Linked DNA regions of Mus musculus: all the other regions are linked to region 3. A link is a contact called in public Micro-C and promoter capture Hi-C data. All regions are on one chromosome and are shown on one strand. The core of a region is the stretch at or near the end of the contact, and the rest is flanking DNA. Distances in the headings are between cores, read along the strand shown. Region 1 holds the start of Dgat2 (diacylglycerol O-acyltransferase 2). Region 2 holds the start of Gdpd5 (glycerophosphodiester phosphodiesterase domain containing 5). Region 3 holds the start of Rnf169 (ring finger protein 169). Region 4 holds the start of Ucp2 (uncoupling protein 2 (mitochondrial, proton carrier)).

The links. Promoter capture Hi-C pulls out the DNA fragments that hold promoters and counts their contacts. Hi-C and Micro-C count contacts between places; a contact is called where the count stands out from the background. Capture Hi-C pulls out chosen DNA fragments and counts their contacts.
Region 1: a promoter capture Hi-C map of liver shows a contact between it and region 3, with 2.9 times the contacts expected there. The contact joins the promoter of Dgat2 here to the promoter of Rnf169 in region 3. A contact is called at or near these places in 1 of 39 promoter capture datasets (liver), 1 of 115 datasets of contacts at active chromatin or transcription factors (pancreatic cancer cells) and 1 of 9 other capture datasets (liver).
Region 2: a contact with region 3 is called in a promoter capture Hi-C map of pre-B cells, with 4 times the contacts expected there. The contact joins the promoter of Gdpd5 here to the promoter of Rnf169 in region 3. A contact is called at or near these places in 4 of 39 promoter capture datasets (hematopoietic stem and progenitor cells, hippocampal neurons, liver and 1 more), 2 of 115 datasets of contacts at active chromatin or transcription factors (bone marrow-derived macrophages and pancreatic cancer cells) and 1 of 9 other capture datasets (liver).
Region 4: a contact with region 3 is called in a Micro-C map of embryonic stem cells, with 5 times the contacts expected there. The contact joins the promoter of Ucp2 here to the promoter of Rnf169 in region 3. A contact is called at or near these places in 4 of 484 Hi-C or Micro-C datasets (all in embryonic stem cells) and 1 of 115 datasets of contacts at active chromatin or transcription factors (memory CD8 T cells).

What each region holds. Positions count from the first base shown.
Region 1 is chr7:99,179,630-99,186,304 of GRCm38.p6, reverse strand. It overlaps Dgat2 (diacylglycerol O-acyltransferase 2), which reads left to right and starts at 3,592. Exons shown (of 8, transcript NM_026384.3): 1 at 3,592-3,913. The coding sequence starts at 3,793.
Region 2 is chr7:99,375,786-99,383,624 of GRCm38.p6, reverse strand. Gdpd5 (glycerophosphodiester phosphodiesterase domain containing 5) reads right to left here and starts at 2,107. Exons shown (of 18, transcript NM_201352.3): 1 at 1,417-2,107.
Region 3 is chr7:99,974,836-99,981,903 of GRCm38.p6, reverse strand. It overlaps Rnf169 (ring finger protein 169), which reads left to right and starts at 1,446. Exons shown (of 6, transcript NM_175388.3): 1 at 1,446-1,932. The coding sequence starts at 1,470.
Region 4 is chr7:100,487,712-100,495,363 of GRCm38.p6, reverse strand. Ucp2 (uncoupling protein 2 (mitochondrial, proton carrier)) reads right to left here and starts at 2,006. Exons shown (of 8, transcript NM_011671.5): 1 at 1,899-2,006; 2 at 989-1,150.

The DNA.
Region 1 (6,675 bases), core at 2,343-4,842, 800 kb after region 3:
AAAGGTCAGCTGAGCCATCTCTCCAGCCTCACAATGCCTTCTCTTAAAGTTCTAACTGTGCATCTGGTTTTCCATCTAGATCCAGTCTGAAACAATGGACAGAAGCAGTGACCACAGCCCTAGAAGCCAAGTGATAAGGGAGCTCTTGGACTCCCTCTGAAGCCCTTAGTACATGGTCCCACATTGAAGGGTCTAAACTAGGGACTAGCTTTGTTTTTTCAAGACAGGGTTTCTTTGTGTAGCTCTGGTTGTCCTGGAATTCTCTGTAGATCAGCCTAGCTTCAGACTCAGAGAACCACCTGCTTCTGCCTCCTTAGAGTTGGAATTAAAAGTGTGCTGACCCACAAGGTTCCCTAGATTTGGCTCCTGTTGTCAACTTTCAACTCCACCTCCTCCCTCCCACCTCCCCCCTAACTTACCATCTACATTCCCTTTCCAGCCATACCAGGGCTCCATTGGAACCCATGCTGGAACCTCTGAATATATGCCCTTCCTCTCTGACCAACAGATTAATCTCATATCCAGCAGCAATATTGCCTCATTTTGACTTTCTCATTTATCGTTCCCTGACAAATGACACGTCTATTGGCCAATCTACCGTCCACTGAGCCTCTTGGTTGAGTTAGACCCACAATGGGCATAGACCAAGGGCTCCTGGGCTTGGGTAAATTCCAAGCTCAGCAGAGGCAGGCAATGGCAACCAGGATGGGAGGGCCAGCCTTGGCCTGACCTTACACTTCCCTGCACAACAGCCTGGCCATCCTTTGACCACTGGTCTCATCTCTTGGTTGAGTCTCCACCAAGGCAGGGACAAGTTCTGGTTCTGTGTGTTCCAATCAGTACCTGACCCAGAGAAGGTGCACAGGAAAATGCTGAAGTACACACATGAACTTGGGATCTGAATGTTTCCAATGGGCCTCGTTTACCCAAAGTCCTGCCATTTGTTATCATTAAGATAATGGTATCTTACTCTCCTTGCATAATGGTAACACCCTTTCCATATTACTTTAGTTGATCCATAAGTAGTCAAGATAGGAACTGTCACCCTTTCTGTCTCCTTTTTTTCCTCCCTCCTCCTGTTTCTTTTTTGAGACAGGGTCTCGGCTAACTCAGGCCAGCTTCCAAATCATTACATAGTTGAGAATGACCTTGAGCTCCTGAAGGAGACATCCTCCTCCTCCTCCACCTCATCCTCTTCCTCACTGACCACATGCTCAGGTTATAACAGGTATGGCTAACTTCCCACCTCCACTTTGTGATGAACAACTATCGACTTAGCAAGGACACTTGACAAGTCACTGCTAAAGGAAAGACTACACCCCAGGCTTATAACCTTCCAGATTAATCTCTGCCCATCGGACAGTAGCAGAGGTAAGTGAGTTTTTCATGGGTCCTGGCACAAGGCCTCCTCTACAGAGATGCTCCTGGAGCAGGAATGTGCCATACAGTGACCCGAGGTCTTCCATGCTGTGTGTGTGTGTGTGTGTGTGTATGTTTGTGTATTGTTCTGCCCCCCATATATATATATATATATATATATATATATATATATATATATATATATATACCTCTCTCCCCCCACAGTTGTTGCACAGCATACATCCATCTCGAGTCTCCCGTGAGCATGGCATGCCAGTAGCTTTCCCTTAGTTCCATAAAATGACCTAGGACTACCACAGAGCATCATCATGCCCTAGGATCTTTTTCCTTCTATTTATGGTTGACTCAGTTCTCTGGGTTTGGTAGTATTTTCTCAGTGAGATTTGTGCCCCACCACTCATCATGCAAGTGTTTCTAGGTTTCACTAATGGCATTTGTCACAGGCCCTGGGACTTTCTCCCCTCTTCAGGTAGAACTCACCTCCTTTCTTTTCTGCTCTTCCCCAAGGCCCTATTGACCTAGACCTTACAGTATGCAACCCAAAGGTGAGCCACACCCCAGTCCTATCTTTTTTCTGAAGGGCATACCTTTAACCACTGCCTTTGCTTGAGATTCTCCCACTCACCCAGCTCCCCACTGCAACCTGTCCTCACGTTTATTTCTCATACTCTGTCAAGAGGGATCCTACAATTCATCTTACCTCTTTCGTTTCTTTTAAGGCTCTCCCAGAACCCAGTCCCACCCCAAAGTCTTAAGAGAGACACTGGAGGATTTTCTAATCCCATGTCACTGCAGTCTCCATCTCCCACGTTGCCAGGACTACAGTCTCTATGGTCCTGCCCCAATCCAGACATGCTGACTGATGCTGCCCTTCGGCTTGTGCTCACACCCTCATTCTGCGGAACTCCTCTTCCTCTGTGGGCAATGGGAATGAGTCCCAGTGCCTGTAGTGAGCTTAGTCCATATACCTCAGTTCCTCAATTCTCAAAGCCTCTCACAATACAATCACGGGTGTTCCCGTTTTTACAGATGTGAAAGAAAACTGAAGCTGCAAACTGCGAGTGGTGGCACATGCCTTTCACTCAGCACTAGAGTCAGACAAAGGTGCATCTCTATAAATTCAGGCCAGCCTAGTCTACATAGTGCCAGGACAGCCAGGGCTACAAGGAGAAACCCAATTTCTAAAAAGAGAAAAGAAAAGAAAAACCAAAACATCAACATTCACACAACCCTCAACCCCACACCCTGCCCCCCTCCGGCAAACCAAGCCAAACAAAAGACACCCTGAAGTTGAGGAAAAGAGAGGAAGAGAGGTCTGGAACTGGGCTTGAAGTCCATCACTCACTATGCTTGTAGTATTGCCTTTGTCTTTGGTGTTTGGAGACAGGGTCACTATGTAGCCTGGGCTGGCTTCAAACTCTTGCATACATACAGGAGAGGGAGGGAGAGAGAGAGAAGAGGCGAGAGAGAGAGAGAGAGAGAGAGAGAGAGAGAGAGAGAGAGAGAGAGAGGAGAGAGAGAGAGGAGAGAGGGGAGAGAAGGGGGAGAGAGGAGAGAGAAGAGGCGAGAGAGAGAGAGAGAGAGAGAGAGAGAGAGAGAGAGAGAGAGAGAGAGAGAGAGAGAGAGGAGAGAGAGAGCGAGCTGCTAGGATTGTAGGATTACAGGTAGTAGACTCCATCGCTCTAGGTTCCTTCCTGATAAGACTCAATCACTCCTATTTTTTTGCTGGTAAAAGGAAAGGCTGCGGCACTTGGGTAACTGTCAGGTCCAGCTGTAACCTAACGAATTCCAACACTACTCACTGCAGGCTAGGCCTGCCCAAGGAAAGCACAGCCAAAAGGGACACAGGCACCCGCACGGTCCGGATCGTCCCGCACGTGCTCAAACTCCCTGCCCACGTTCCAGCTGCTGGACCGTACTAACGTCTGAGAGAGAGGCTTGGGAGAATGACAAGGCGGTCGCTGGGGCAACCAGGAGTAGTTTCATACACCGGGACTCCGGCTCCCTTGCCCGTATTCTATAGACTCTGAACCGTACAGTTCAGGCCATGCTGCCTTCCTGGGCTCTGTGCATAGTTTATCGCCGGGAGTCTCACCCCCTACAAGAACATGGCACAGTCCGGGGCGGACCCTTTTGCCCCGCCCTATAGCGTCACGACCCGCCCCGTTGTGAGGTTATAAAGTGCGCGCGCAGCGGCGCTCGGCGCCGTGGCCGCGCTTCGCTGGCTTTCTGCTCATCTAGGGTGGCAGCGGCTACCTACCTCAGCTCTCGCCCTGCTGCCGCCACGGCCTGGGCGCTGTCCCTCAGCTCCCGGAGCTCAGCGCGAAGCCCTGGCCCCGGCGGCCGGGGCATGGGTCAGGGGCGCGGCGTGAGGCGGCTTTCTGCACGGCCGTGACGTGCATTGGCTTCAGCATGAAGACCCTCATCGCCGCCTACTCCGGGGTCCTGCGGGGTGAGCGTCGGGCGGAAGCTGCCCGCAGCGAAAACAAGAATAAAGGATCTGCCCTGTCACGCGAGGGGTCTGGGCGATGGGGTGAGTGTCAGTCATCCCTAGGGCTTTCATCCTGAGGGCACCCACAGCAAGACGACTTTCAGGAAGGGACTTTGGCCAAAGCGTGCTGCCCTGTGCTGGACGGACGGCTAGCTAGTTCAGGTCGGAGTCCCAGACAATTATTTCCAGTTTTTAAAAGGTCTCGCCTTGTAGCCTAGGCTGGCTTCCAACTCTTAATCCTCCTTCCTTGGCATCCCAGGTGCTGTGATTGCAGGTGTGCCACTACAACTAGCTTCTCTTTAGGGGAACTTGACTCTTCTGCATCCTGTCATTTGGTTAAGGATGAGGCAAGATTCATGCTTAGCTCGGCTGGTTACCCAGTTTGAGCCAGGCAACCTGGTATCCTAGGCTAGCCTGGCTTCATTCTCCATCCTGGTACTCACTAATGTTGCAACACGTGTTACATCACTTGCCATCCCCCCAGCTGCTGAGGGCGACACCACCCACTCAGCTCAGTTAGTAGTGATATTTCACTCTCCAGCCCCCAGTACTGATCTACCTCACAAGGTGGAGCAGGATTTGGCTGGGAGGAACTGGATGGGGCAGGGTGGTAAGTAGGGTTTTGTAATCCCCTGAAACAGTCACTGGATGGAGAACATGCCTGCCTGGAACCAGGTGTGCCCCAACTGCCCTCTGCCCCAGCTTTTGTGGGCCAACCCAGACTGTGAAGCCCTCACAGCGCAACCCTGAGTCTGACATACTTAGAAGAGGGGTGGGAAACCCTTGGATTTTTTTCGTTTGTTTAGTCTGTGTAACAGCTCTGTTTGTCCTGGTATTCTATAGACCAGGCTGGCCTTGAACTCACAGAGATCTGCCTAAGTTGATTATCCTTCTAGAAGTTGTGTCTGCCTTCAAGATAGAACCGAGGCCTTCAGTGAATGGGGAAGGGGGGCATACAGTTCAAATCACACCTCAGCCTTTTCCATACAAGGCAAAGCACCCCACGTTGCTTAGCTGAAGCTGCAGAAACTGAAGGAGGAGGAACGAGCTACCCCAGTTTTCCTTAGAAAGGGCAGCGGTGATGCACACCTTCAATCCTAGGACTTGGGAGGCAGAAGCAGGCAGATCTCTTGAGAGTGAGTCCAGCCTGGCTTACAGGATGAGTTAGTTCCAGGACATATTAGTTGTGGTAATCTTGAAAGTTTAGGCAATCAGGAACAAAATAAGATTGCTGGTAAACCAACTATCTAGTGGTTACATCTCTTAGTACATGTTGTATAAAGTCAAGAATATGAGATAGAGATACACGCACACGCACACACACACACGCGCACACAGTTCTAAATTCAGTCTTCTCTTAATGGTACGGCATGAATATTTCTTACCATTTGTATGTCTGCCATTCTCACATGCTGGTGGCTGCAAGCTAACCCATGCTGGGGCTCCATCAGAGTGTTTCCACCTGGCATTGGCACCAGTCCTAGCTGACTGTTGCTATGGTTATCTGCCCCTGGAGAAGTGTTTCCATCCTAGGGGGCAAGCCCCTGGAGCTGCCCCACATACAGCCTACAGCTTCCACTGGCCTCTTCTCAGTGCTTCTCTCTTCCTTGGGCCTTTTGATTCCCTTAACAGGGAAGGACGCGATCTGCCCATGTCAATGCTTTTAAATATTCTCAGTCTCTGGGTAATGGCCCCTGCCTGCGGTCTGCTATGGCCCCTCCTGGAGCTATTCTTCCTGGGCTCTCCTCTGTCTTCCAAGAGCAGGATGCCTGTTAAATTCTTTTTTTTTTTTTTTTGACAGTTTTGTTTTTGTTTTTTAACTCAGAATTTGTCCTCCAGCTCTTGAGCAGTTCTTTACTGTCATAGCAAGAGAATTTCTCCATGTTGATGTTCAATGTAGAAAATACAATGGGGAAAAAAGTGGGTGTGATTACCTCATAGACTGCAACCAGGACTAATATGAAATGCAGACTAGTCAGTTTAACTCTCTGGAATCTACTTTGGTGAAAGACTAGGTGGGGTAGGGGAGGGTGCTCTAGCAAAGTCTCTGTTATCTTGCCATCTCCAGGAGGCCTCCTTGTTCCTCCTTGGTCCTATGGACACTCCCTAGTGGCCTAGTTTGTCTCCTCAGAGCAGTTCCCACCAACCACCCTGGTAGTGGCAGTGTTCAAGGAAGGAGGCAAGAGTATGGACTCTGTGAAGGGAAGTTCCATAATGGGTGAGAGATTGCACTGATAACTTGTTTTATTGTCGAAACCTGGATGGTGTGCATTTGTTGGGAGAGAGGGAGTCTGTTTTTTATTTGTGTGTGTGTGTGTGTGTGTGTGTGTGTGTGTGTGTGTGTGTGTAGTTCCTCAAGACAGGTTGTTTTGTTTGTTTTTTATGGCTGGCTGTCCTGTCACTTACTCTGTAGACCAGGTTGGCCTTACAGAACTACCTACCTGCCTCCTGAGTGCTGGGATTAAAGGCATATGCCACCCCTCCTGGTTCACATTGGCATTTCTGATCTCTGAATGTCTGGCTTAGACGGTGGCTTAGAAGCTAATAGGCACCCGCAGGGCCATCCCTGCCTTTGCTCCTGGATGGGGGGCTTCTCATGGTGGAGCCTTGGCTGCTTGTGACTATTCTTAGTTTAGTCCACGACCCAGCGTGAGGTAGTGGCAGTACAGCTCTGAGCTGGGACATTGTGTGGCTCTGAAGCCTAGGACAGGGGTGGAGTCATAGTTGGGATTTTAATAAAAGAATCCCAACAGCTGTTTATGATGACCGCATAGCTTGGATGGTAGAGATGGAGAACCCCTCCC
Region 2 (7,839 bases), core at 858-3,357, 600 kb after region 3:
TCTGAATCCTCAGGCAGAGGTGGGGGAGGGGGAATCCCAAGCCCCTTAGACACCTTCTAGGCTGCTCGAACCCCTCCAACCCCAGGAACAGGCTTCTCGTCTTTAAGACCCTGCTCCATCTCCCAGGGGCTTTCCAAGGTAATTTCCCCACACTCCAGGGAGTCCAGCCCAACAAAGGTTAACCAGTTCCAGCCAGGGCCATAGTGCCCAGACCAAGGCCATATGCCACCCCAGCCCCACCCAGAACAAGAGCCCACAGAGTCCGTGCCAAATGCTCTTTCACAATACCCTCTCCTACAAAGATCCCAGGGCAGCGAGCAGGAGGAACTTCTGCCTGGGAATCAAGCACCTGGACTGTGTGTCCCCAGATCCGGCAGCCCTAACCTTAAGACCTGGAGAAGGTCTGCCCTGGGCCATTTTGCACATAGAGACTGGAGTCAGGCTTCTTTGAGCCCCAGTTCCAACCACACACACTCTCTGCAGTCTCATACACGCTTACCTCAACTGCATATTGGGGCTGGGGAAACCCTAGCCACAGACCGAAAAGGTGTGAACTAGGAAGGGGAGCAGACCCCTTGATGGATGTTTGGAAATCTTTCAGGTCTACTTCTCTCTCAACCACTCACTGGCTTTAGGACCTGGGGTCACTGTGCCCCCCACAAGTCTTCAGTGTCCTCATTAATAATGCCAAAGGAAGGTGGCTGAGTTCTGAGGGACCACAGCTCCAGCTTCCACATGGCTGTGTCTTGGGGACCAATATGGTGAGTCCTTTAACAGATAAAGAGTACTTCAGTAACTTGGGGACATTAACTATGGGAAGCAGGTTGTCCCTCCAGCCCGGACCCCGGGAAGAGATCTTTTGGAACAGGGAAGCCCTGCCTTCAACGCAGGTTCACCTTTCCTGGGAGGTGGCATGCCCATGACCCAAGAGTGGCTGGTAAGAAGGACCTCTTCGGCTTCAGGACCAGTGCCTGGATTTCGATGCCCCAGAGGCCCCCACCCTGCCAAGCTCTCACGTGCATGCAGGCTATCCACTTCTTTTCTTCTCCCCTCCCTCTTTGCTCTTTCTCTCTTTATCTTCTCCCTTCTCCCCAGTCTAATCCTCAACATGGAAGGCAGAGGACCTCAACCCTGCCACGCCTCAGTTTCCCCAACTGTCTGCGCCCATAACAATACACAATAGCTTTTATCTCGGGGTTGCTATGAGCTTTGGATAAGGAACGACTTGTGCAAGGGCGGGGCTCGGACCTGCACACAATGGGCACTCAATAAGTGCGGGCTTCTCTCTACTATCTTTCGCGCGCCCTCTCCTAAACAGTTCACTCTCTGCCCGTGTCCCCTCCACGCCCTCCGCTGACCCGGGCCCTGCCTCTAAGGCTCCCGGGACTGCTCCCGCCGCGCATCCGGGGCTCTCACCTGCAACCTCCGCTCGCTGGAGACTGTGGCAGGAGAAGCCCCTGTGTTCCCCTGGGAGCAAGCACCCCAAGATCCTTAACCTAGGGCGGAGAAAGGTGGCAGCTTCGACTCGCCCAGGGGTTCGGTCCGACTGTTCTGCCTGCTTGGGACCCCTCACGGTGCGCTGGACCCGGGCGGTGCCAGTACAGTTTCAAGTCCGGAGCAGTTCGGTCCAAGGCAGCTGAAGATTTGGTTCTCCAGGAGCTGGAGGCCGGTGGGCGTCCCGGCTCCTCTACACTCAAGTCCCAGAGCTGGGGCCACCTTGCGCCGACCAGGGGGCGGAGGACACTCCAGCAGAGATGGGTCAGTATGATGGGGCCGAGAACGTCCCGTCTCGGAACTCCGGATCAAGGCCGGGGCTCGAACGTCCCAGCAGCTCCAGACCACGGGGCTAGGAAAGTCCAGGCGCGGAATGCGGGGCTCGGACAAGCAGGGCAGGGCAGGGCAGGGCAGGCGGAGCGCCAGCGGCCGGAGCAAGGCGAAGAAGTCTGCCCAGGTCCCGACGCCGCTCACTCTGCAAATCTGGGCGGACCTGTGCCGGCAGCGGACTCCAGAGCTCCGGGCCGCCGCTCCACTTCCTCCTCTTACCGGCTCCCCGCTCACCGCTTGCTCAGCCTCGCGCCGCAGCCTCTGCTACTGCCGCTGTCACCCTAGCCGCCCACCCCCACCCGAGCTGCAAACCGAGCCGAGCCGAGCCGAGCCGAGCCGAGCCCTGCCGAGACAGCTCCGGAGCGCCTGCGAGCTTGGCCCCTCCCCTAAAGGGTGGGACCAACAGAAACCCCGCCCCTGGCCGGGCCGGGAGCAAAGGCGGGGCGTGAGAGACACTGCTAGGCCGGTCCCCGGCGCAGTTGGGCAGCAAGAGCCAATGGGAGAGTGGAAGAGGGGTGGAACTCTGCTGAGCGTGGTCTGGTGCCGCTGGAGAAGGACAATGAAAGCTGCGCGTAGCAAGCGAGCCAGCCGCCTGGAGATCAAGATGGTGGGCTCGGGGGCCTGGGTTGACTGTGACTGAGCACGAGGCCAGCAGTGGGAAAGGGCGAAGCATGGAGGAGGCGAGGTTAGGACTGGGATGTCCCTGGATGGCGGAACCTGGGGCGTAGCGTGATACAGCCAGCCTCTTGCTCCTCCCCGCTGCTAGGGCTCCTTGCACTGAGTAGCATTTGGGAGCAGTGCAAGGCTCTGATTTTAGGAAGCGATGCAAAAAAGTTTGTAAAAATAAAAAGCAGATCTGTTTCCCACACTTCCCCTTTCCCAGAGTTCTGCGGCTCAGGGAGGAACGTCGTTATCAGTTTCAAAAATATGAGCGGAGGTGTGTGAGGACAGCTCACTTCGAATCGTGACTTCTGTCGGCTGTGCACCTTCCCCACCCCTCCCTGTCTTTGAAGTATCCAGCGTCCTGTGTGAGGCACCGAACAGGAGTGAAGGGTTTGATATATGAATGAGTGTTGCGAGTGCGCGTGGGCAGGGCTTAAGTCACTAATTGGCTTGGGGAGCCCTAGGATGAGGCAGCCCAGCCCAGGTTCATCTGCAAGCCTCAAATCAATTTTCTGCGTGAAACCCCTTTGTCACTGCTGTGGACCAAGACTGTAGGGGGCGCATGGTGTTTTCCAGATTGCTGTTGCTGGTATAGGATTCTATCCACCAACTCTGTGACATTCCTGGACTAGACTGGCTCTGGAAGATGGCTTTAGCCTCCTAAGGCGATGCCAAGGTCATCCTTGACTACACAGTGAATGGAAGCCAGTGTGAGCCTGTCTCACAAGACATAATAATACCACCTTAAAGAAACTCAAGACACTGCAACTTGACAGTCGAATGAGTGAGGAACCACATGGGCTTAGAAGACCAAAGGAATGGCTTTCCTGACAGAAACAACAGCACTTACAAAGGACACCTCCAGAGATCTCTGCCTCGTATTGGTTAGCAGAGGCTTCCCTGAGCAGGTTACAGGCAAACTGAGGTCAAAAAAAGCTAGCAAGGTTAGTAGGAGTTGACCGTGCTCCTGAGAAATCCTGGCAGCAGTAGAGCAAAAGTCAAAGTGGGAGATTCCAGCGAGGCAGGTAGAAGGGAGTTCAGACTTATCCAAAGGACCAAAGATCTCTTAAGATCCTCCTGAGCCCACAGCCCAGCTGGATGCTGATGAGATCAAACTAGGAGGAGCTTGGAGTTTGGATTCCATTAGCAGAGGGCTGTGAGAAGTTTTCAGCACACTGTCAACATGATGGAGTTCTGTAGGGAAACAAGTGTCCTTAAAACACAGCGCCTAGGGGAGTGGCAAGGGCCTGCCTGAGGATTGAAGCTATCCATATCACACTTGGTAAGGGTGCCAAGATCTCGTATACCTTCCCCTTGGCCAAGAACCGTCAGCCTTCAGTTGTCAGCCCCACGGAGCCCTGAACTCTTAGCCTGCTATTGTAGCTCCTTGTCTTTCCACCTCTTCTCCCCCCCCCCCTCCCTCACACCTCTCTCAGATTCGCTAACAATGAACATCATCCCTACACAGTTCCTCCGAGTGGCTGCCCTTATGGTCCTCCTGGACTGTCGTGAATCCCACCTTGAGTTTATTCCTGCTCCCCTGCAGGACTGAGGTGAGAGTTGGAGAGCCAGTGCTCATCAGCTTGCCTGACTGCTGTGTCCTAGAGCCTTGCCTAGACTCAGTAATTGAGTCACAAATGTCACCTTCTCTGAGATGCCATCCTGAACTCCCAGGCAGCCTTTAGTCTGATTTGCTTACATGGAAGATTCTTTAAGAATGTTCATGCCTCATTTCCCTCCCCCTTCATGGCTGGGAGCTACTCTGTGGATGTATGTCCCCACCCACCATGGCCCTTGAGAGACCTCAGCGTTAGAAGATGAATGAATGAGGTTCTCAGAGTAGAGCTGTCTGGCTGTTAGGACAGCCTCTTCAGGAGGTCAGATGGACAGAATGTCCAAAAGAAAAAAGCTTTTCAGAACACAGCTTCCTCGATGACTCCTGAGGCCCACTTAAGGTCAGCAAGTGGTGAACGGCTGCTCAGGTCTCAAAACACCCACGTTTGCCCTCTGGCTGCCCCTATGGAGGAGAAGGAGTTTTCTGATCTGGGGCAATCTGGCCTTTTGTGGTGAGGGAGGCCACAGAGTGACAGTGGATGATTGGTGGTGGCTTTGTCTGGGAGGCTGTCAGTGCATGGCCTGGCTTGGAAGCCATGCCTGGAGGCTGACAGGAGACAGTAGCCTTCTGTGCACCCCACGGCTCCTGAGAGCCTTGTGCATCTAGCCAGAGCGATCTGCAGATGCCGCTCCGCAGTGTCCGTGCAGAGGGCACTTTGTGTTCTCGTCCTAGATGGACACTCGCTTGCAGGCTGACAGTTATCAGTCACTTTGCATTCCTTCTCTAAATAGGCCACCTTGGTGTATAAACTCTCTTCACTGGATAACTTTGCACTCTGTGCGTGATGGGAAGGCACCGTGCTCGGTGGTGGCAGGGGTGGGGTGGGGATGGGTGGGTACTAAGACTTAACAGGCAGAGGTGATCCTATCCTTGTGCAGCACACTGTCTAGAGCAGTTGGTGGGCTCAGCTGAGCTCACTGCACCTGCAGATTCTGGATGCCTTTCCACCTTGGTCTCTATCTCCACCAGTTCAAAGTCTTTGCGTGTGTCCCTTTCCACCAGGGGAATGCCCCATCCCTAAAGGCTTCTCCAGGAAGCCTCTCCAGGTCTCTCAGTGGGCAGCATTGTGGGCTCTGTTGCAATGGAAGTCTTGCCCCCCTCTTGTAATTTATGCCCAGGGATTAGGGCAATGAGAGTCAGTTTCCCAACCCAGTTAGAAGCTTCTAAGGACAAGGGATGGGACAGGACCCCTTGGCCCTGCACTGAGATAGTGTGCTTCATTCTCTCACTCTATGACCCTATGTACCCTGTGCTAGACCAAGTAATATGCCACATATTGGATACCCAGGCTGGGACAATGACACTCTCTAGGCAGAGCCCTTGGTCCAGGACTCTGCATGCAGCCATATGCCAAGTTCTCTGTGAACACAGGGGTTGCTCATTTAGCTGGCTGTGCAGCAGTGTTGCCACAGGGAGAGCATCAGAGCACTGGATACCTGGAATGGTTGACATTGTCAGACTGGCCAGATTTGGAATCACCCAGGGAACAAACCTCTGGGCACGTGGTCATGGTGGTGGGGGCTCTACACTGGATTTTTCTTTAAAGAATTATTTATTTTATACACATGAGTACACTGTTGCTGTCTTCAACATACCAGAAGAGGGCATCAGATCCCATTATAGATGATGGTGAATCACCCTGTGGTTTCCGGGAATTGAACCCAGGACCTCTGGAAGTGCTCTTAACTGCTGAACCATCTCTCTGGCCCTACACTGGATTTACTAATGTGAGAAGTCCCACCCTAAGTGGAGGCAGTGCCATCCTATAGGCTGGGGTGCCAGTCTGAATAAAGTGGAGGAAGCAAGCGGAGCATCATCACTCAGTACTCTTGGTCCTGACTGTCACTGCAATGTGACCCATAATACCGCGTCCTTGACTTCCCTGTCATGAGGAACTGAGCCTCACGCTGTGAACCAAAATAACCCCTTCCTCCCTCCCTTCCTTCCTTGTCCAAGTTGCTTTTTGTCACAGCAATTTAGAAAGTAACATACAATACCTAAGGATTTAATAAATCCAATATAATCAGGGGGCCCTGTTCACAGAAACATGAGCAGGGAACAGTCGAGTGACAGATAAGGAAGTCAACCCATTTGTAGAACAAGACTGAGGCAAAATGGAGAAACTAAGGTTGACTCATGGAGCAGTTAGAGCACAGACTCTGGAGCCACGTGGCCCAGCAGGGACCCCTGAGTGCCTGTGTTAGCTCTGTGATCTTGCTATACGTCGGTTTCCTCATCTGGAAGTTGGGAACTTAACTCAAGAGATCTCAAGGGATCAAGTTTTTCTTATGTCAGTAGGTGGCAAGCCCCATATAAGTGCCCAATAGATAGAATGAAGATGGAGGAGCTGGTGGGCTTTGGTGGGGCAGGGGTGAGTGTGGGCTTCACCCTGAGGAAGCTTCACTCGGATAGACAGCCCCTGTTTCTTCACCTTCACATATCCCAGGGCCTCTGAGGGCTCCAGTCTGCCGGCCTGTCACCTTCCTATCCACGTATGTCTCGTGTGGCCCTGCAGCTACAATCTGTAAAAGCAGGACTGTAGAAGCAGGGGACACACACCAAGAAGACATTATGGCCCCAGCTGGGGAAGAGGGGAACTGTGGATGGTCTGGGACACTGGGTCATTATAAGCCTCTGAGCCTTGTTGTCAGCCTCACCTTCTCTGAGGTCAAAGTAGAGGTAAGCAGGGATGGCCTACTGGAGGATTAGTGTGGGGGTCTGAATGAGAACAGGTCCCATAGGCTCATATATTTGAATGCTTGGGCTGTGGTTGGTGGAACTGTTTGAGAAGGATTAGGAGGTGTGTCCTTGTTGGAAGTGTGTCACTGAGGATGGGCTATGAGGTTTCTAAAGCTCACACCAAGCTCAGCCTAACACACTCTCTGCTTGCAGCTTGTAGATGAGATGTAAGCTCTCAGCTACAGCTCCAGTGCCATGCCTGCCTGTCCTCATGCTTCCCACCACGACATCATGTGCTCATCCTCAGAAACCGTAAGCAAACTCTCAATTAAATGCTTTCTTTCCTAAGTTCCCTTGGTCGTGGTGTCTCTTCACAGCCAAAGAGATGTAACTAAGACAGGAAAGTCCAGGGCTGAGACTTTCTGTGGATATCTGGGGCCACGGATGATGATGGGAGAAAAGAGGGAGAAGCATCCTTGAGGACAGGTCAGCTGACGAAGGACCACAGGTTAGGATGCAGCCAGAGGAGGGGGACAGGAAGGAAGAGGAAGCTAATCTGGCTCTAGGAAGAAGAAGTGCCAGGCTGGAGAGATGGCTCAGTGGGTAAGAGCACTGACTGCTCTTCTGAAGGTTCTGAGTTCAAATCCCAGCAACCACATGGTGGCTCACAACCATCTGTAATGAGATCTGATGATCTCTTCTGGGATGTCTGAAGACAGCTACTGTATACTTACATATAATAGTAAATAAATTTTAAAAAAGAAGAAGTGCCTTGGAGCTGGGGAGTAGATCCTTTAAGTCTGGAGGACCACAGACAGCACAAGGACAGGTGAAGAAGTTCTACGTGACCCTTGTGACTTGGGTGACAGGGTAGGGTAAGTCTGTGTCAGGTTAATGAAAGGTGGTACCACTTTTCCTGGATCCATGACCACACTACCTGGTGAGGTTAAGGACTGTCAGTTCCTCTCTGATTGTAGTCTTATCTGGCTCAAGACTGGGGATCCTGACTCCATACTGACTGGTCCTTCACCAGCACCCTTTCCTGCTCAACAGAACTG
Region 3 (7,068 bases), core at 197-2,696:
TTGTCAGTTGCTGTCTGTCCTTTACTTCCAGGTTCTCATCCTAAGGCTCCAGTCCCCCCCACCCCAACTTGGATTAATCACTCTGCTTTGAATCGGTTACCACCAACTGTGGACACTCTCATGACAACCTGGAGCTTCTAGATGCTTTCTTCTACATACAGTTGCTTAAAAATAATGTCTTTACAAAGCCTGTGATTTTCCATAAAGATAACATCTTGGTCCAAATGCACCTTAAGGTAAAAATAATAAACAAACAAACAAACAAATAAATAAATAAATAGGCAACACCCCGAGACTTGTTGTAGTACAGTCATCTTTCCATCAGGGGGAGCCATTCTTTTTCCTAAATCCTCTGTATCCAGAAAGGAAAATCACAGCAAAGTCTCAACACCTCTCCCTGGCTTAAACAGGAATGATGTGGTCAGAGCTGGCCGGTAGGAATGAACTCTAAGATCCATGGGACAAAGCTTATAGGAAGAGGGGTTGTGTGATGGCAGGTCAGTTTGCAGAAGTCACAGCTGCCAGCTAGGTGAAGAGATGAGGAGAAAGAAATCATGCAGTGGGCTTATGGAATGAAGAAGTGGGTGGGAACAGGCTGGAAATAGAGCCATTTTGGCCAGAAAATGACAAGACTATAAGTTAAAGATGCCTGGGCTGGGAGCGTGAGGACCCTTGAGATGGTTCTGTGAATAGAATGTGGGAAATAAGGGCTGTTTTGAAAGGATGGAGACATTAGGTTTGTGCACGGAGCATGCAGATATCCATAATGATAAATTCAATAACTCTGAACTGCAGATATTAGTGTGGGCTTTCATGGGGAAGAAAAGAGGAGACCAGGGAGTCATATAGACTGAGAAAAGAAAAGGCACAAGCTTACACAAGAGTATCTACATTTAAGTATCAAACACAGAAGTAATCTGAGGAGCAGGGTTTGTGTAATAAAGTATGCTTTTTTTTTTTGCCCCAGCCAAGGGAGGGGACTTCATAAAGGGATGTGGAGAGAGAGGGGCTGAAATGAGGGCTGGTCAGGTTGTTATTTCAACAATCACTCAAGACTTTTGGTCATGATAGGCCTCATGCTAATCACAACAAGCTGCTATGGCCCCGAGGAGAAAGCCCTTACCAAATGAAGTACTTCGACAAGTTTCTGGATAGCTCATATTTATAGTTCATTTTATAAAGTTCAGGGTCGCTCAAAAATTCCAAATAAATTCTTTCAGTCTCTCAAGATTCAGTGCTAGAAACTACAAAAACAGGAGGGCGGGCTGAAAGACCAGATATATAAAGAATAATCATTAAATATTAATAAGCAGTCTCCTCCTGCTAAGCGAAAGGCCCTAGGAGAAATATCCCCAGGCGGACTAGGTTCCCGCCCCCTCATGAATATGCAGATAGCTGTCCGCCGCGCACTGCCCCGCCCTCTACTCCTCTCCCACCGCAACCGACTCTCCCTTCAAACGGGAAACAAGATGGCGGCGGCAGGTCCGAGCACTCGGGCTTCTTCCGCTGCGGCCGCGGCAGCTCTGAGTCGGCGGGGCCGGAGGGGCCGCTGTGACGAGATGGCGGCAGCGAAAGCCGGGGCTCCGGGCCCGGCCTCCAGCCCCGCGTTGTTAGTGTTGCGGTCAGCGCCACGGCCGGAGGAGTCGGGCTGCACCGGGTGCCTGGAGACCCCGGGGGAAGTGGCGGCCCTGCCGTGCAGCCACTCGCGGTGCCGAGGCTGCGCCTCGCGCGCGGCGGGCCCGGGCTGCCGTCGCTGCCGTCCCCGCGGTTCGGGCTGGGCCCGCCGTCGGGCGCGCGACGACGGCCAGGCCGCCGCGGAGCTGATGGGCGAGCGCGCCCGTCGTGGACAGCCAGAACCCTGCCGCCCGCGCCGGGACGGGGGCGCGGCTGCCTCGGGGCCCAGGCCGGAGCCGGAGCCGCTCGCGGAGCCAGGTGGAGCCTCCCCTCGCCCCTGTGGGCTTCAGCCAGGCCCAGCCGCCGGGTCTGGCCTGGTGAGCGGGGTGGAGGGTCCCGGGCTCTGCTGCCGCGGGTGTGGAGAGTTCTGCTGGGGTCGCGACCGGGTTCTGCCCAGGCGCAGTATGTGTTGGTGAAGGTTGAACTTTGGAGCGAACTGTACGCGTGTTGAATTTGGAGGGGCAGTGAGGGGACCCCGCGCCTTGCGTAAGTCAGAAGTTTGGAAGGAAACAATTCCTGGAACAAGTTAGGGGCATGTTGAAGTTGGTGCGTGGAGGGGGAGGGGCCCTGGAGGATCCCAGCAGCGCTTGTTTCAGTGTTGGGCAGAGGGCTTGGGGTCGCGCGGTCTAGGAGGGATGTGTCTTCCAGGGCTGGAGAGAATGAGGTGTGGGATATCCCAGGCTCAGGGGGAGCTTTGCAGACTTGAGAGCAGAGTGGGTTTTGAGGATGAGCTCTCGTGTGAAGTTCTTTCTCATGCTATCTTGGGAAAAAAAAAAAAAAAATATATATATATATGCATGCTTAGCGCAGAGCTTGCCACACAGGATGAGATAAATGCCATCTATTTTGGTGATAATACTAATCATAAACGTTAGTGGTGCTTGATGAAGAAAGCTGGGTGGGATTTAAGTTTTGGAGACAAAGATTGGTTTGGCTGGGGGCTGTTTTCTGTCTTTCTATGTAAGTTTCATCTATGATGCTGGCAACTTAAAGGTCTGTTGTAGGACTCTTGGCCTGAACTCCTTTGCCTTTCTCACCGTCGGCAGCCCATCACTTGTTGGTGCTGAAGTCTGAGATAGAAAATTCCGTTTGTAACATGAACCGAGACCTAGGCTTCTTTGGTGCAAGCCTAAGCAACATACCTACAGCTGAGATTTTCAAGAACCGTGAATCAGGAAAAGCCATTTGCTAGCCCTTTTATGTTAGGAATTCTGCCTTACGTCGTTTTCAGCAGAAGGAAGGCATTGCTTTGTGTGTATATGAAAGTGCAGTTCCTAGAAACTGTAGAGTCCAGAATGCATCTATTTTTGGTTCAAGCAGAGACACCTGCCAAAGACACCTTGTTTTTCAGTCTAAGGGCTGAGATGCTCTGCATTTTACTTTCTGCGTTTCTTGTTATCCCTTCCAAAACCATCACAGTGCTCTTGGTTGTACCTTTATTTCTATTTTATAGGTGAAACTGAGGCCCAAAGAGATTAACTAACTTGTCTTATGATGAAAGTACAATTCCATATGATTTTCTCAATTTAGCTTGCTTTAATTTCTGAGATTATAAATATAAGCAATTTCTCTGGTCTCCCTACTACATTGACTATATGGTCAAATAGAATAGCAGTTCTCTTTATATATCTCTTGGAGCTGTTATGAAACATCCACCTTGAAATTTGAATTATGAAAGAATGCATTGCTTATTGATTTGTGTAAACTTTTCCCACTAAAAGAAATTTGTTTAAATAAAGGATAGGCTATTAGTGATTAAGGACATTTACCTAAAATGAGAATCCATAGGACTTGTTAAGTTACTTAGTATCTTTCAGTTATATGTGGGTCATAATGAAAAGTATTTTCCCTAAATTTACTTTTTGGATCATTGCAATCATATGTTTGTCCAGCTAAATAATTTTAGAAGAATAGAAAATACTGCCGAGCCAGTCATGGTGATGCAAACTTGGAATCTCAGTATTTGGGAAGTGGACTCTGGAGGGTCAGAAGTTCAAGGTTATTGGCATCATGGGAAGCCATTTAAAAAACAAAACTTAAAAAAAAGGAATTGCTGAGTAGGGCTTGGAAACTATCTTTTAGCATTGGTAGGTATTTACTGAAGTTATACACAATCTATTTTAATTAAAACTTTAACAACGGGGTGGGGGCAGCAAGAAGTCACCAGCAGTGCCAACCTAACAGTGAGTTCAGTTCAGGACTTCCGTAGTGAGGGCAGAGAACTGACTCTGAAAAGTTGTCCTTTGATCTCCACATGTGTGTGGTGGCATGTGCACCTACCTCCCAAAATAAATAAAGAAAAATGTAATAAATACAATGTTGAGTGTGTTAGGGCAAGCCTATAATCCCACAATTGGGAGGTAGAGACTAGAGAATAAATTCAAGATCCTTGAGTACATAATAAAATCCAGGCCAGTCTGGGCTACAGGAGGCTCTGTCTCAACAGAACAAAACCAATCTCAACAACCTTGTATCACTCGTGAGTTGAGGGAAATGGGAGAAAGTATTCATTCGGTGAATGTGCTTTCTTCCCATTTCCAGGGTCACCGGTGTTTTGTTTACTCTTTCACAGTTTGTGCATCTGCATGAAATCCAAATCAAAATAAAATACATATTTGCTATGCTATACACACTGTTCTCTGTGTGTGTGTGTGTTGTTACATGGGCACACAGGACAGAGGGATGTCAGATACCTTTCTCTCTGCCTGTGGTTCCCAACCTTCCTAATGCTTCCACTCTTTAATAAATTTCCTCATGTAGTAGTGATTCCCAACCATAAAGTTATTTTTGTTGTTCTTTCATAACTGTATGTTGCTACTATTATGAATTGTAATGTAAATATTTGTGTTTTCTGATGGTCTTAGGTGACCCCTGTGAAAAGGTTACTCAATCTGCAAAGGGGTTGAGGCTCACAGGCTGAAAACTACTGCTTTATGCCTTTCTGCTTTGAGATGAGGTCTCTGACAGAACTGGGAGCTCTTCATTTTGCTAGGTTGACTGGTCGGCAAGTTCTCACAGTCCCCCAGTCTGTCCCTCAATGCTGAAGTGACAGACACCTGTAACTGGGCCTGGCTTTTTTTTTATAGGGATTTGAACTTAGGTCATCCTTGCAGGTCAAGCACTTTTACCCACTGAGCCATCATCTCCCTAGCTTGTAAAGTTCTTTTTCTGTTTAATAATACATGCATACTAGAAGAGAAAATGTCTTTAGCCTTTTTACAGTTGTATGGCATTTTATTAAATGGATATAACATTATTTAGCTATCTATTGGTGAACATTTAAGTGGAATCTTATATTTTGCTATTTTTTTTAAACTTAAAAGTATATATGTATGAGTGTTTTGCCAGCATGGATTTTGTGTGTGTGTGTGTGTGTGTGTGTGTGTGTGTGTGCATGTGCGCGCTTGCCTAAAGTGGCCAGAAGAGGGTGTCGGGTTCCCTGGAATTGGTGTCATAGATTTTTGGGAACTGGTAGGTGGGTGGGTGCTGGGAACTGAGCTTGGGTCCCCTGGAAGAGTAGCTAGTGCTCTTAAGCACTGAGCCATCTCTCTCGACTCATAATTTTAAAAAAGTTGTTTTGTAACTGTATGCATTTCCATGGAGAAGTCACCCATAGCTTGAACAGATTTATAAAGAGTTTGCTAAAGAAAAGAAGAAGTTAAGGATGGTTTCATTCTGGGTCCTCATTGTTGCACAGAGAAAAGTGACAGGGAGGCAAGAACTACTAGTTAGAAGTTGCAGTGAGGTAGTAGATAAACAGAAGCTAACAGAGGGACACATTGTGTAAAAGACACAGTGCAGACTGTGGACAGGGGAAGGTTCATGTTGACTTTGTTTTGGTTTTTGATGAGATCTGAAGTTAGAGTCCAGCCAGCCTGAACTATTCTCCTGCTGCAGTTTCCTGAGTGCTGAGTGTGCAGGTGTGAGGCTCCTGATGGCTGTTAATGGAGGAGCCTGAAGTATTTGCATTGTGATTTCATGAGTAGAAACCTCAGCAGCAGGAGGGCATTTGTAGGCGCCCTAGCGAGTGTACCTCTTGGTGGTTTCTTACAGAACAGTTATGTACAGAAGGTGGGGTTGGCCTGCTTTGTGCGACTGTCCCTGGTGCAATGCTGTTTAAGTGAGAGTCTGTTGTGTTTGCTTGCTGGCTTGTTTAGTTGAGGCTAGGTTGTGTTGTGTTGCAGAGGCTGCTTTTGAACTCCTGCAGTCCGCCCACTTTCTTTTTTTTTTTTTTCCTGTGTTGAGACAGGACCTTGCCTGTGGAGCCTTGGCAGACAGTAAACTTGGGGACTTCCACCCTTTGTCGCCCAAGTGTGGGATTGAAGCATGGGCCACCATGCACAATTTATTTATTTTTAAAAAAGATTTCAAAATTCTCTTTTAGGGTTGTCTATGAAATATAAAAGTATAATTTGTGCTTGTTGAAATTTTGGTTGTGTTTTTGACATTTTTGTGGCTTGAAATTTATTTACTTTGAGACAGGGTATCACTGTGTATCCAGGCTGCTCTCAGACTCATAGCAGCCCCTTAGCCTTCTTAGTGTGCTGGCTTGCAGGTGTATACTACCACACCTGGCTTATTAGTTTTGTTGATCCGTAAAACCCTGTGTGTGAAGGCTACAGCAGTGATCATGTCAAGACTGGCTCTGAGCTGAACTTCACATTCTTTGAGGCTGTGCAGGTCCTTGTCTGTGAGGTTGTACTAAGCTTTGGTATTGTCTTGAACAGTATGCAGGGTTTATAATGAATAGCTACATTTTGTTAAGTATTTTTCATACCAGCAAACAAAATATAAAACTCTCTGTCATCCAATTTATATTCTAGATACAAAAGCATTCTAATGTGTTGATTTTAAAAATATGTACTACACAGGTGTAAATAGTTTTAGAACTATAATAATTGTATTTAAGTCATATTGAAAATGATTAAAGAATTTTGACTTAAAGCCAAAAGAGCTTCTAAATTATACTGTCTTTGATCTTGAAAATGGAACTTTTTAGCTTTTAGGATAATTCTTTTTCTTCCACTATAGGTAATGATTAAAGTAATAAGCTAGACAAAGGCTGATAACAATTTTAAGCTGGCAGACTTTTTTTCTTTTTTTGTCTTAAAATCAAATTTCAAAAATATAGTAGATGATAGGGTTCATACTGTCTCATTTATCCTTCCTTTGTATCTCACAGTCTCCACACAAACATCCCTGTTCACACTTCCTGCTCACTTATGATTAACACACACTTTAAACATTTGTTTTCTGTGAAAAGCCAATAGTTCTGGTCTGTTATTCAATTGTCAGACAACATCTGCTAAGCGTGTTGCCTAAATTCCTTGTAGGACGAGTACATAATGCAATTATGTGATGGTGTAAAAGGACAGGGCTTTCTCTGGTCTGTAG
Region 4 (7,652 bases), core at 757-3,256, 510 kb before region 3:
GCAGACCTCCTCTGTAGGTATTAGTGCATGAGTCTGATGCAGGCCTGTCTAATCATGAGCTAAGTGGTAGAATGTTGTGAAGTCCAGAAAGACGAGGTCTCAGTTGCTGCCAGATCAAAAACATGTGGCTCAGCTGCCAGTTGCTGCCAGATCAAAAACATGTGGCTCAGCTGCCATTGTGAATGCAGCGTAGGGTTTGCCAAAGGTCGGGTCCTCGAGGGTTGGGACCAGAGGCAAAGATCACCTGTACTAAAGGTTTCTATGACTAAAACGCAGGCCTAGAAAGATAATCCTGTCAGGCACGGTCTGCATCTAAAGCTCCAGGGCAGCCGAAGAGAGGTCCTGAGATCCCGACCCAAAATGAACCAACAAAAACAGAATCCACTTTATAGGACCGGACAACCACTGGAGGCAATAAAAAAACAACACCCAATTTCTAATCTCATTCACAGGGACATCAAAAGCTAGGACAAAAGAAAAAAAAAAAAAAGAATGGAAGCTCAGACCAGCAAGATGGCTCAGTGGGTAAGGGTGCTTGCCATTGGGACACAGATGGTAGGAGGCCTGAGTTGTCTTCTGACCTTCATGTGCGTGCCACAGCACCCGTGTGCCTTTACATAAACGTGCATGCACACACATGCACACGTGAGCACACACGTGAGCACACATACACACCACATACACACACACCATAACACACACACACACACACACACACACACACACACACACACCATAAGCTTCTGCCCCAGCTCTGCTGTTGACTGCCAAGGCCACCTGGAACCAGTCCCCACCCCACTCAGGTTCTCCCCTTATACACTGGGGTCCGCCATCTTTACGGGCCAGAAGGTGATCAGGGATGAAGAAGGGGATTGCTGAGCTGTGAAGAGGCTCTCATCAGGGTGGGAGGAGGGGAATTTTTATTGTCTTGCTGAGCAGCCCTAGGCCCCAGGCCTGAGAGAAGGCTTCCTTAGCCGGGACTCCTTACCTGGAGGCTGCTTTGAGGTCTCAGGCTGAGGCCTCCAAGGTCAAGCTTCTCTAAAGGTGTCTCGTTCTTCAAAGCTGCCGGTGGCTACCATGGCCCGATCCCCTCGATTTTCCATAGAAAATGGCTGGGAGACGAAACACTTAAAGTTCATACTATTGTGTCCTGTGGGGGAGAGGAAGGAAGCCAAGTTTAGAAAGGAAGATTGTCTTTGCAGGACCACCGCCCTGCAAGGAAGGGTCATCTGTCACACAAGTCCTTTCAGACAGCCTTGCTGGGAGGGACCCATGCAAGGCTCAGTTCTCACTCAGAGCAGCCAGGGTCTAGGGGAAGAACTCAGGAGTCTTTACTCCCACACGTTGGCTCACTTCCAAATTTGTTTCTCAGACAGTTATGTAGACAGGCAGCTGTGCTGTGCCTGGGGGATACAGTCACAAAACTGTTGAGTGGAGCATTATATCTATTTGTGTTGAATCAGGATAAGGCAGGTCCAGTCTCCCTGTGTCCCTACTTCCACCTCCGGCAGGCAGCCACATAAGATAGTGTAACAAAGGCCAAACAAACTCCAAGGCTCCTCCAGGCACAAACAACCCTTGATACAAGAACAGGCTTTAGGGCACATGGCCCAGAGCCTCCTGGTGACAGTCATTCTGATCTTCGCTGACGTGAAAGCCCCTTCCCCCACCCCGCCCGGGTCAGGCTGGGAACATCGAGGCTGAGGGGAAGAAGTAAAGAGATGAAGGTTTTAACCTTCGACCAACTGGACGTCAGAGGCAAATAACAAAGGGCGTATTTAGGAGGAAAGAAACCTAGAGAGGGCAAATTAGGACTCCAGGGAAGGGAAAAGAAAGAGAAAAGACAGATGGAGTGGGAGAGAGCAGGTGCGGCCAGCGAAGGGATGGGGCACGCTCACCGGACCGCAGGAGAACACAGGAGTGCAGAAGGCTGTGTCCGACGGCGGGAGAGTGGTGGCTGCCCAGGAAGCTGGCGACCCGACGACACCGAGGGCGGAACTGACAGTAGCTGCGAACCCGCGCCTACAGAACTTAAGTCTAGAGGGCGTGGTCGGGGCGTGGCGTGACGAGGCGGAGCCAGGGCGGCCCACGCCCCCGGGTGAGGAGGCGTTTCCATCTGTGGTTGCCTGAAACCCCTAGGTCCCCCCAGAGGCTCCAGTCTCAGATCTTCCCCTTCTATTCCCGGGGCAGACAATCTCTTTGTGAGGACAGGCAGACTGACTGGCCAGCTGCTCTGGATCGCGACCCCTTACCCCTTCAAGTCTCCCCTCCCCCTCCCTGCAAGGCACCTGGGGACCGGGCGGAGCGCGGGCTTCGGGGACCGGAACAAACCCGGGTGTGGTGACGGGGCAAGGCTGGCGTTCCCGCCTTCTGCCGCTCCCAGTCAGGTCCCGGGGGACACTGGCACCTAACGGCTGGAGTGGGGCGAGAACACCTGGCCTCCCCTCCCCTCTGCACCGAGTGCAGCCAGGCTGGCGCCCCGCAAGGAAGAGGGCAGGGCAGAGCCTCGCCTGTTGCACTCCAGCCCAGCGAGGACAAACTCAGCAGGTGGACGGGACCTCAGCGAGATAATGGCCACGTAGGAGTGGGGGACGTGAAAGCAATACTTGGGCCCTGTGTCGGGGACTAACGTGCATTGTGGGGGTAGGAAGCAGGTCTCAATTTGCCTCAATTTGTGTTCAAGCTTTGGTACTCTCCGTCGGTTTCTTCTTTTGTTTTTATCCTCCTTAGCCCCGGAGTTTTAAGAGATTAGATCAGGGCGTGGAACCCTTTTTGCTTGCCTAGGAATTAGGCGCCCAAGAGCAGGAAGCCGGGGACCAGGGGTCCGAATATACTATAATAGAAGCTCAAGTAGGTTTGGGCTGCTGTGGAAAGTGCAGTGGGAGGAGGGGGCTGGGTGAACGTTTGTGGAAAGCAATTACTATGCATCAGGTAGGCGGCGCAGGCACCTAACGATAATCTTTCCAGGTCATCATTAACCATTATTTTCCAGAACAAGAAAGTGTGAGAGGCCCCAGACCTTAATAGGACCCCAGACCTTAGCACATCTGACTCCATGATGGAAGTACCATTCAACTGTAAAACTCAGCACACAGACAGAACCATCAATGTCCATCGTTCTGGAAAAATCTCTAAATGTACTGATCTTACCTTTTGGCTTCTGTGGTTCCACTACTGGCTAACTTGTTTTGTTAGCTGAAGTATGTCACCCTAAAACATGGGTTTTGTGCTTAAAAACGTACCCAGGAAAGGATCCTGAACACCCAGTGTGGCTTTATTAGCCAGCTGGCTTACTTTAAACAAGACTAGATAAAATAAACCTTCACTATCAAGTGGCAAAACCCCATAGCTGGTGGGTGGATAGTGATCCCAACATAGCTGGTGGTGATCTTACAAAGCTGACAGTACTCTACTCTGCCCATTGCTCACTCGCAATGCACCCAATAAACCACTCTTTTAAAAAATTGGTGAAGGGGCTGGTGAGATGGCTCCGTGGGTAAGAGCACTGATTGCTCTTTCGAAGGTCCTGAGTTCAAATCCCAGCAACCACATGGTGGCTCACAACCATCCAGAATGAGAGCTGACACCCTCTTCTGGTGTTTCTACAGTGTACTTATATATAGTTATAAATAAATTTTTGGACTCGGAGCGAGTGGAGCCGGAGTAAGCAGAGGTCCTGAGTTCAGTTCCCAGCAACCATGTGATAGCTCACAACCATCTGTACAGCTACACTGTACTCATATACATAAAATAAATAAATCTTTTTTAAAAATTGGTCAAATAAGAATTAAAAGATGTGGGGCTAGAGACAGCTCAATGGTTAAGAGCACTGACTGCTTTTCCACAATCATCTGTAATGGGATTTGATGCCCTCTTCTGGTGTGTCAGAAGAGAGTAGCAGTATACTCACATATATAAAATAAATAAATCTAAAAAAAAGAATTAAAAGATGCATTTTCTCATAGATGAATGTGTGAATTATTATGGGGATGGCTAAAACTCTATTCAGTATACTACACTGCATATACCACTACTGAAAAATAACTTATAAATTATTTAATATAATGTAATATTTAAAAGAAATAATAATAATTGTAATTATTATTTTCTGAGACAGGGTTTCTCTGTGTGACAGCTCTGGCCGTCCTGGAACTCCCTCTGTAGACCAGGCTGAAACCTTGAACTCACAGAAATCCACCTGCTTCTTCCTCCCGAGTGCTGACATGAAAGGTATGTGCTGCCACTGAACTGTATTGTTTGTAGATTTATATTGATAAAACTCTTGATTTAAAAAAAAATGGAGAAGTAGCAAATGTAATTCAAATAGCAAATGAATTGTTAGACTTTGGATAAATGTAAATGCAGAGAGGTGCTAGAGTGATGGCTTTGTGGGCCAGAGAGCTTACTTTGCCATAATGAGAATCCAAGTTAGAGTTCCCAGTGCCTGTATACATAGCTAGGCGTGGGTCACCGGTGTGCTTATAAGCCCAGTACAGGGGACGAGAGCTGGCTGGCCAGCAGAGCGAGCTGAAACCACATGAATTTGTATTAACACTGTCAAAAAAAAAAAAAAAAAAGCCAATGGTTCAGTTTGCAGCTCTCCGCAGTAGGTCCAGCATCTCATCCGTATGCATTTACTGCATTGATACTTTAGTAAGACTTTTCCACATAAAGAGCTGAGCTTAAATCTTCATTCTGGTTGTGGGGGTTTGGATGAGAATGGTCCTGGAGGCTAGTGTGTTTGAATAGTTGGTCCCCAGTTGGTATTTGGGATGCATTAGGAGGTGTGGCCTGGTCTACATAGTGAGTTACAGGACAGCCAGGGCCTACACAGTAAGAAAAGAAAGAGGTTTGCTTCCATCCTGTGACTCATCACTGTGAGCATATCAAATCATGATGCCCAGGATAATAGATAAAAACATATGCATTAACAGCTAATAATGAAACATATGGTAAATAATGATGCCAACCTTAAACTACGTCTGCTAGTTTCTCAAGTTTAAACTCTTTGGGCACTGGAATAAACAGGTGAGATGTGATTCCCGCATAAAGCTACACAGCGGAGCCCTGTTCAGATGTGAAAGAGCCATGAAGCAAGCCGTGAGCAATGTGTATGTTTGGTGTGTACGTTTGCCTGTCTTAGTTTTGGAGCAGGGTCTCACGGAACTTGATTTGACTAGCTGCAGTGTCCAGCATAGCCCAGGCACCCTCCTGTTTCTGCCTCCTCAGCACTGAGATTATGTAGTTGCTAGGGTACTGGGGATCTGAGCTCAGTGCGCCATGCTTTTGCCACAAAGCATTTTACTGACTCCCCAGGACCCCGTACTTCTTTGTGAAACAGAGTTTTATGTAGCCCAGGTTTGCCTGGTGCTAAGAAGCAAGAGCTGTAGTTGAGCCACCAATATGGTTCTCTTCTTCTAATGGCTGAAACTGTTGGGTGCAGACATTCAGCTACTTGGTCAGTAGCTGCTCAACTCTTCACCTAGGTTGGCCCCATAGTGGTGGTGGCATTGGAGCAAAGCAGGTGCTTTCATCAAGGTAGGCAGAGATCAAAGCCCAGTTGGAAGAGCTACTGCTGTTCCCAAGTCTGGTAGACACGTGAGCCTTGTTGCTGTTACTCCTGAAGTTAAGCAGGTGGTGGTGGTGTTCAAGGAGTGTTTTGTGGGGGACCCACAACTGCTGTGGTCCAACCATTCTTGTGGAGACCATAGGAGCTGTCAGTTGCACTGTCAATCCCTCCTCTTAGGATTCCCCGGATGTTGTCATGGCAATCTTGACTGCTTTTAAAATCTGGGAGACCCTGACCCATCCTCAAATGCCCTGTGGCATATATACACAACAGAAAGAAATATTGCATATTCTTTCTTATATGTGGATCCTAGTTTCTCGTGTGTGTGTGTGTGTGTGTGTGTGTGTGTGTGTGTGTATGTGTGTGTGCATGTGTGCACCTGGTTCATGCACCTGCATTCATGGGATGGTGAGGGTAGGAGGTATAAGATTGGTCTAGGTAGAAGTATTGGTCTATATAGCAAGTTTCAGGACTTAGAAAGACACAGAACAAACAAACAAATGGGAAGAAATGAAAGAAAAATGCCAATGGTCTTCAATGCTCTACTGTGTCGGTATTGTAGTTGAATTTAGGTTCAAACTAGTTTATTTCTGCTTGATATACTAGAAGAGTTTTGAGCAAAATCAGATTTCTTTTATTTTATTTTATTTATTTTAAAGTGTGTATTGTGGGGAGGGGACATGTCATGTGCATGTGAGTGGCGGCCAGAAGCACTGGATATGGATTCTCTATATCCGGAATCACAGGCAGTCTTGCCACCTGACGAGGATTTTGGGAACTGAACTCAGAATCCCTGCAGGAGCACTGCGTGTCCTGACTGCTAAGCTGGCTCTCCAGCCCCTGGATTTCTTCGGGATGGCTGGACTGAGCATAGTCACATGAGGGCTGCTGGGTCCCAGAGCTCAGGAATCCAACTCCCTGGGTGGGCCTGTGTGGGTGAGTTCACATCAGCTCCCCGAGGCAGAAGCTGAAGCCAGTATTGCAAGGGAACAGAGTCTTCAACTTGCTCTTTTACGTGAGCAGAGGGTCGAGCTCAGACAGTAGCATGCTTGCCTAGCACAGAGCCCCGAGTTTGATTCTGAGAACAAAACAACAAGCTGAAGAACTCGGGAGAGAAGCCTGGCGTCCTGCCCAGGGGCCCTCGGACAATTCATCAGTCTTCCCTTCTCTGAAAGGCTAACCCCCCAACTGCCAGCATCCTCCTCCATCCAAATCCTTCAGAGGCAGGCTCAGTGACAATCTCAGTAGTTGGAGGGGCAGAGGCAGGAAGATCAGTAGTTCAAGGACATCATCTGCTACATAGTCAATTCAGGCCAGTCTGGACTACATCAGACTGTGTCAAAAACTAAACAAAGAACACCCCAACCTCCCAGATCTTCTTTTTTCCTCTTGCTCCCCGTTCGTCCCACCTCCTCCTCTTCTCCCTCTGCATAGTCTCCCCTTCTAATAACATAGAAATTAATATAGAGGATAGTTTCTGGCCCCAGGAACTTTGGGAAGAGAGACCAGGAGTTTGAGTGACTTGCATATGTTGGTGAAGTCCAAAGAAAGATGATCTTCTAAATACAGGTTTTTGGGTGGAAGGCCTTGAGGGACATTAAACCAAGATAATTTATTTTGCTTTTGTCTAACTATCTATTTTGTATGGGAAGACGACCTCAAGCGTCAGTTGGAATTCAGGAGGATGCTGAGCCCAGGCAAGGAGGGAAGAAATGTCCGTGCTAAGCAACTCCTGTGGGTGACATTGCTAAGCTCCTCCTGTGGGGTTTTGTTTTTTGTTTTAGATTTATTTATTTGAATTTTATGTGTATGCATGTGTGTGTGCCTGCATGTGTGTGTGTGTGTGTGTGTGTGTGTGTGTGTGTGTGTGCATCACATGTAAGCAGTGCTCAAAGAAGACAGAAGAAAGGGTCAGATCTCTTTGACCTGGAGTTACAGGTGTTTGTGAGCTGCCTGCCATGTGGGTTCTGGGAATCAAATTCTGGTCCTCTGCAAGAGCAGCGAATGTTCTTAACTGCGGAGCCATCTCTCTGGCAACCCCCAAGAGGTTTTTTTGATCAACCTTCACATGCTGGTGGGGCAG